Linked DNA regions of Sus scrofa: region 1 is linked to region 2. Evidence: chromatin contacts called from public Hi-C data. All regions are on one chromosome and are shown on one strand. The core of a region is the stretch at or near the end of the contact, and the rest is flanking DNA. Distances in the headings are between cores, read along the strand shown.

Region 1 (3,924 bases), core at 327-2,826, 340 kb before region 2:
GGGCTCAGGTGGGGTGGGCATCCCCAGGGCCTTCTCCTCGCAGGACGACCCCACCAGGAAAGTTTGAAGGAAATCAACCAGGAAGTGCGGGGCGGTGGGGCGGCGAGGCGACCTCGGCTCTCGCCGCTGGGCTGAGAGCTTTGGAGAAGCCTTGGAGTTCTCGGCCTCCACCCTCCTAGGGCTCCCGCCTCCGCCCCCTTAGCTCCCACGTAGAAACCCGCTGTCTGTCCCTCCCTGGGGCCCCGAGGTGGAGGCGGCGGGAGCCCAGGACCGGGTGGGGGCAGGGAGGGAGGAAGCTAAGCGATCGCCCGACCGCGCCAGGGGCACCGGGGGTGGGCGCGGCGTTCTGCGGGTTCCTTTACAGATCACCGCCTCCCCCCCCGGGAGGTGGGTGCGAGTATACCGCCCAAGGCCGGCAGTCCCAGCCCACTCTAACCCGGGACAATGGCCTCGCACGGCCCGGGTGCCGCTGAGCTGCACGATCTAGAGGAGAGTAGGGGGCGTCGGTCTCCACCTGTGCTTCCCCTACCCGCCCCCAACAGCTAGGGCTTAGGCGCGGCTTCCGCTTCTGCTCCCCCCGCCCCTGCAGCCTAGAGCCCGGGGTCTCCCGGTCTCGTTCCCCGCCCCCCTCTAATGGGGCCTTTCATCTCCCAGTTCCAGGCCCCCACCCACTTTCTGAGACCCGGGTCTAAGGGCTGAGAACCCCGGGCAGGAGCCGTGGGCCAGCACCCCCGCCCCCACGGCCCCCCGAACCGTGGTCGGACCAGAATTGTGGGCAACGGCAACTCCGCCACCTCCTTCCGCGACCCAGCGGGGGCGAGGACGCGGACTCGCAAGTTTTTGCCGCACACTCTCCGGACCCGGGAACAATGGAGGGAGGGCCGGGGCAGGGATGGAGGGGGTGGGGACAGAGAAGCGAGCGCGGGGACAGAGTCAGACCCCAGGGAGGGAGACACTGCTTTCCGCTCCCTTTTTCTCTCTCGCTCCGAGGCGGAGAGCACGAGCCGGAGAGGGGGAGGCCGAGGGAAGAATAAACAGCCCAAGAGGGAGGAGGCGGTGGAGGCAGGAAGCCGGCGGAAGAGAGGGAAATCGAGTCCGAGGAAAGGGCAGCGTGCGGAGAGCTCGAAGGAGAGGACCAGAAGGGGCTGCGGGACGGCGCCTGGGAGAGCCGAGGAAGGGGGATCCCTGGGGTCCCGGCAGAACCCGCCGGCGCCAAAAGGTGCTGGGGCGCCCGGCTCGCGCGCACGGGGTCCTCACTGTCCCCCGCGGTCCCTGCGGCCGCAGGAGCCCCGCTGGGCTGCGCTGCGCAGGCACCGGCCGGCTGGCGGCGGGAGGGGAAAGTGCGAGGCTCCGAAGCGGCGCCGGGGAGCAGAACTTACGTTCCTAGCGCCGCTGGCGCCGGCGCTGCGCGGAGCTGGCGTGCCAGGGGGACGCTCGGGCCCTCGGGCGCCTCACATCGCGCCGCCAGCGCGGGGCAGGGCAGGGCGGGCTGGACTGCGCGCGGCGCCCTGCGCGGCCGGGGTTTGCCCGAGTCTGGCGGCCCGCGCTGGTCCCTCCTCTCGGTTCCGTGCACAAGCCAATGGCGCGCCGTCCCCTCCCACGCGCCGGGCTGCCTCGCCCCGAGGGTGGCCGCCGGGGCGGGCGGGAGAGAGGGGTTGGGGGACTGAGCCCCCCGGCTTCGCAGCCCAGGCTTTCCCGGCGATCGCCTGCGGGGGGCGCGCTCACGCCCAGAGGGAATCCAACCAGAGGGCCTGCGCCGCCCAGGAAGACTTTCGTGGCGAGTTCTCAAGACTGCGCCCCATTCGTGAGACTCTCAACACCCCCATAGGTTGGCAAGCCACCTTGTCTTAAATATCCTTGGGGTATCCCCTGGGGCCTAGGCCAGTGTCTAAAATGGAAGGGACGGACTGCTTTGGCTGGTAGCTACCCAAGTGTGTAATAACACACGTATACAACAGTGCTCCCATCTGCTGAGCGCCCGCGCCGTGCCAGGCACTGTGTGCTGAAGGCATTACAAGTATCGAGTCTCAGTGATTCTCACAGCAGCACCCTGTGAGCCGGGGATGACTGATCGCGTTTTACAGAGAGCGGTCATTAACGTTTGATTTGATTTAGCCTTCTGGCTTCCAGCCTAGGCTTACCCTTCTCAGCCCCCCTTGCTTGGCGTGACTGTGTCAAATAACCCGACACCATCAACCTCACCCCCCCACCCGCGCCCCCTCCCGGCAAATACACACCTTCATCCTCCACCCTAAAATCCAGCCTCAGCCATGTTGCTATACATTTCACAAAAGATCTTATCCGGGGCTCCCTGGCACATGCGGGAGGGAAGGAGGCACAGTGGTAAGACCTTTTATGTCAGAATAACCTGTGGGGGCAAGGGAGGTAAGAATGGATTTGGGGGGTTCCAGAAGGTCTCTGGGAGCCTTTCCACGGAAAACAACTGGACTCCTACAGAAGCACACCCCCCCCCTGGATTCTGGGCTCATTTCAACCCCTTGTGACCCACCCCAACTCCTACCACCCTCCTTCTTAGAAAAATGCCTGGCATCTCTTTATCTTGGCTCATGGTCACAATGGGAGGGAGGTGGAAGGAAGGGGAAAGTAAGGTTGATGACAAGCTCCATTTCACAAGATAAGCAAACGGGGCAGAGAAAGGTGAGTGGGTCCCTAGGCTTCTGGCGATGGGCATTTTGACTCCAACTCAGAGTTTTTAGTGCCCTCGTTCCTTAAAAGTTGATCAAGCCGGGTCTGGAATCAGACTGCCCAGGTTTAAATCCTGGTTCAGCCTTTTGGTGACTTTGTGGCTCTGGGCAAATTGCTTAACCTCTAGGTGTCTAGTTTTCTCCGTGTACAAAATGGGGGGACAATGGTAGGAACTGCCTATGGGTGTGGAGATTTCAATGGCAGCAGCTCACTCGTACTGGGTATGACTGTGTGCCAGGATCTTAGGGCTGGCGTGCCAGGCAGACTCCCACTGCCCGCCCCGGAGCGGGGACTGGGCAGGAGAAGTTGTGCCCTTTACACGGAAGTAAACAGGAAGTGTCTGGCGGATGGTAAGGGTTCAGTGACTGTTAGCTGTCTTGATTACCAAGGTAACAACTCTGATTCTGAGGCACCGCTGTGACCTACAGTGCCACCATCCTTGCTCCCTGGAGCCACACACCTGGCCAGTGATGGCCAAAAATGAATGAATGAGTGAATGAACGAATGTGAGGACAGATCAGGACTGTTCCTAGCTGTGCTGGGTGAAGCACAGACCCAAGATCCACCTGACTTGAGTCTCAGGACTTGATCGTAGTCTTTGTGACAATCCCGAGTCACAACACACCACCCTAACAAGGCGGGCTCAAATGGGGATGATGAATTCATTTGTTACTACTTCTGCCTTCCCACCATGCAGGGCTCCTCATTGGTGTGCAGTGACACCCCCTGATTGTTCCTCTGACTTGGAGGAGCTACTAGAGCTCCCCTAGGTGTGACCACTGGATATACTGGAGATCCTGACTTACATCAATAGAGGGAGGAACTTAAAACAATCGCCCCAAGATTTCCAACAAAGAAAGGGCTGCTTTAATAGTAGTGAGCATCCTGTCACTAGCGGTATGCCAACAGAAGCCAGGGAAGAGTTGATGAGGGTGCTAGATGAGGGAGTCACACCTTAGGTGGTGTTTGATGTGGGTAAACCTTGAGCCCTGGGTATCTATTTTTTTTTTTCCTCAATCACCTGAAAAAGATTTGATTATATTTGTTTTTCTCCATTTAAAACTAAGAGAAAAGCAGGTTACTGCATTTAGCCCCAAACATCAAAACAACTTGGTATTAGTTCCAACATTGACTTATTAGGTGAATTTTAGCAAGTAATTCAGCTACGGCAGAAGTAGAAATTATAGCAGTACAGACCTCAGGCAACTGGCAACAATG
Region 2 (3,547 bases), core at 160-2,659:
GCTTTTTCTTTCATGTTGTGAGTTTTTTTGTCTTTCCCCCCTAGGGGATCGCTCAGTTTTAGGATGAAGCAGTAAGAAGCTGATGGGGAAGTTGTTTACCTAACTCACTGACTGGTGAACTTGGTCTCAGTGTCAAGGGGCAAGGAGGTAGTCCTTTTCCTGGGAGACTCCAAAATGCCACATTGCAGAGCCCAATGACTTCTTCTTAAGTGGCCACAGCACAGACCTGGGAAGCCAGCATATCCCATCCCCATAGCCACAGGGATGGGTTCAAAGTAGGCACTTGGTCCAATGAGACTCAATTTTGGGACTTCTATTGGGACCAAAGGAAAAAAACAAGCTCTTTCTACTGAGATTTGTGGCTGTAAGAATAATGCAAATCTATCCTTGCTAGATGCCACCTAGATGTGGGTCTGCTTTAGACACAAGCCCACAAAGGAAACCTGAAAATAATTTTTATTTTTAAAGTCAACTGGACTCCAATAACATTTCTAAGTAAAAAAAGAAGAAGGAGAGGAGGAGGAAATTTCCCTTGTGGCCAAGAGTAAGGACCTGGCATTGCTGCAGCTGTGTCTCAGTTTTCAGTTGTGGCGCAAGTTTGGGTGCTGGCCCAGGAACTTCTAAATGTTGAGAATGTGGTGGAGAAGGAGGAGGAAGAACAGAGGTGAGGAGAAACAGGAATTCCTGGATTCAGCTATGCCTGAAGTCAGCCCAGCCTTTGGGTACATGAGTAGCTACATTTCCTTTTCCTTGTCTTATCCAGGTTGAGAAAAAAATCTATTACTTGCAACCAAAAGAGTCCCAAATGATATATCTAACCAGTTACCTACTGACTTTTGGCAAGTCCTTCCCCCTTTTAAAACGCAATTTCCTCATGTGTAAAATGAGGGTGAGGATTCCTGCCTCCCTCCACGAGGGCCGAGTGAGTGGTTGCGCGGGATCGCCCTTTAAGAACTCTAAAAAACGCTATGAAAGGCAAGCAGTTGATATCAGTGATTTATCTTTTTACTTAGTCCCTTTGGTGGGGCAGGCTTTTCTTTTTCTTTTTTTCCTAGCCAAAAGAATTGCTAAATCTTTGTTTCTTTGGGAAACTAAAACAAACGAAACCCAACTAAGTGACTTTGGCCTTCCCACTCCCACTGTAGGGAAGGAGGCTTGGGCTGGAGTATTTGGCAGAGACCCTTCTCCAGGAGGGCACTGGAACCGGATGGCTTTCTCACTTAATGTTTGTTTAGTGCTCTGAGCCTATGGAGTGGCGTTTGTTATTGATGCCTAGTGAGCCATAAAACTCAATTTCCTGCCTGCACCCCAGCCATAAAATAACAGTTTACAGCAGCCTGTAAACACCCCGTGGTCAGCAGGCCCCAATTCTGGCGCCTGTGGGGCTGGTTAACAAACATCCTGCAAAGGCCGGCTGACAGCTCTTCCGCCCCTCCGTTCTCCCTTGCTGACGCCTCTGACTTGCTCCCCAGTTGTGGCCTCAACAGGCCTGGTTTTCCCACTGATCAGTGGCTGGAATGGCAGCCTCGCCACCCCCACCCCCCAGGACAGGCTTGTCTCTGAGCCTCCATTTTCCCATCTGTAGAATGGATTAACAATACTGACTTCGCCAATGTGTTTTCAGGCTCAAAGGAGACAGTGTATGACAAGTTCTTAGTGCATCACCTGGCAACCTGGTTAGGAGTCAAAAAACGGTAGCCAGCAATACTACTAGTGGCGGTAACCAGACGTGACAGCGGTGGCGTTGGAGTGGGGCAGGAGATGTGTGATTATCCTGTGAATCCTTTTAAAGGGGGCAACTGAGAGGAGTGAAGAGTCTCTGACTTCCCTGCAGGCCCTCAGAGACCTGCCAGCGATGTCTTTTTGCATATGTGACACCAGGCAGTGTTCTGACAGTGATGCGCAGGTGGGCAGTGGAAGCCACAGTCTGTGAGGACCCGAGGAGGGATGGCTGGGGTGGGCTAGAGGTCCAGACGGCGAGAGCCAGAGGCACCTTCCAGGGCACCATCTACCAGGACGGCTCCATGCAGATGTCTTTAGAGCTCTGCTGAGAGTACGAATATTTGCTCCAATTTCCTCCAGAAAGTTTGGGAGGAAGTGATGGAGAGGCTGATTCTGGATCATTCCAGCCAAGGATAAACTTCCCACGATCTGAACACCATCCAATAGGTGAGTCTGCCTTGCGAGCAATGAGTCCCCTGTCATTGTAAGGGATAAGGGACAGCCCCCCAGGATCTGTGGGATCCAAGGATATAGGTAGGATCAAGATCCTTTGTTTTCTTTTTCTGCATTTCATACTGACCTCCATTCCTTCAAAATCCTCCAGGAGGTCTGGAGGCCCGTCCTGAAGCTTGTGTTTTAACGGGGGAGAACTTCCTTCTCTTTCCCAACAACCGTATGTAAAATCCTAGGGAAGATGCCTGATTGGCCCAGCTTAGGTGGTGCTCCCGCCCCTTGGACCAGTCACAGGGCCTGAGAGAAGGAGGGTGTAGGAGTCAGTCTCCTTTTGAGAAACACACTGAGTGGTGACAGAGCCTGGCTCAAAGGAAAGTCTGCATGCCCTTGCAAGACAAGAGGGGCACAGCCCTAGGCAAGTGCTCTAAGTACTTCTGGAGGATGCTGAGAGGGAATCTCTGCTGGGGCAAATTGGCCTTCACATACTGTGAGCCCCTAGTGTAAGTCACTCTAAGGATGCCACGTTTCATGCTCTGCCCTTAGGCACGCTGTCCTCCTCTCGGTGACTCCATAGACTGTGAAGGCAACGCGGGGACTGGGTTATGCTCGTGGATAGATGATCAGAATGCTCTTCCCTGTGAAATTCTCAAGAGTTTTCACAGCAGTAAGTCTGGAGAGGTCCTCAGAGGTGTGTCCCTGCCTTGGTGACCCACCCAGTCCCAAGGAGCAGCGACCTTGGACTCTGATAGTCACTTTGCAGAAGCAGAAATGCCTATGGATGCAGGACACCACCCACCTTGAGGTGTTCAGATTCAGAGCCTGCGCCCCTCTCCGCATCAGCCCTGTTCAGTAGCGCCCCAGCCTTTTGGTTTCATTCTCAAGGCCACCCAAGGTGACTCCTGTGGGGCCCTGCCAGTCCTCCTTGTAGTCGAAAGCCAACAATAACAAATTAAATGAACTCTTTTTCTGGCCCTCCCTCCTGTATGCTGGCAAGTGGATGAGTTTTTATGAGGTTGATGTGGGTAGCTGGGCAGTTAACATATACAGACAGGCAGGGCTCATCCCAGGACGCATTCCTCTGTCTTCATCAAAAAGACCATGTCATGCGTCCAAATCGCTAAGCTGCATCTGTGAGTCCTGGGAACTGACACGTGACTGCCCTTTTCAGTTGGTTGTGATGGGGGTGGAGGGTACCTCATGGCACCTCACCAAGGAGCTGGTACAGCTTTCTCCCAGCAGGATAGTAAACTGGTTGGGCAGAATTTTTTTTTTCCCCGCACATGCTCTTTCCTCAAGTGTAGGTCCCAGATTCTAAATCTCTGCCCCTCCAGTGGCCTCAGACAGCACGAAGAGCACAGCTGGGAGCAGGACG

The links. A called contact is a pair of places that touch in the nucleus more often than the background predicts.
Region 1: a Hi-C map of omental adipose tissue shows a contact between it and region 2, with 2.7 times the contacts expected there. The contact joins the promoter of TP53I11 here to the enhancer-like site in region 2. A contact is called at or near these places in 2 of 5 promoter capture datasets (fetal liver and fetal skeletal muscle) and 16 of 47 Hi-C or Micro-C datasets (adipose tissue, alveolar macrophages, brain and 11 more).

Annotation. Positions count from the first base shown.
Region 1 is chr2:17,445,811-17,449,734 of Sscrofa11.1, reverse strand. It overlaps TP53I11 (tumor protein p53-inducible protein 11), which reads right to left and starts at 1,576. Exons shown (of 8, transcript XM_003122849.6): 1 at 1,380-1,576.
Region 2 is chr2:17,101,668-17,105,214 of Sscrofa11.1, reverse strand. The region is part of intron 1 of LOC106509364 (a long non-coding RNA gene); the gene reads right to left. Among named protein-coding and RNA genes, the nearest start is that of SYT13, 17 kb to the left of the region's middle. Within about 2 kb of position 1,409, at least 5 of the 83 cell types and tissues checked have an H3K27ac peak or open chromatin away from gene starts, as enhancers often do. A contact at or near this core is called in adipose tissue and omental adipose tissue, where this site is marked.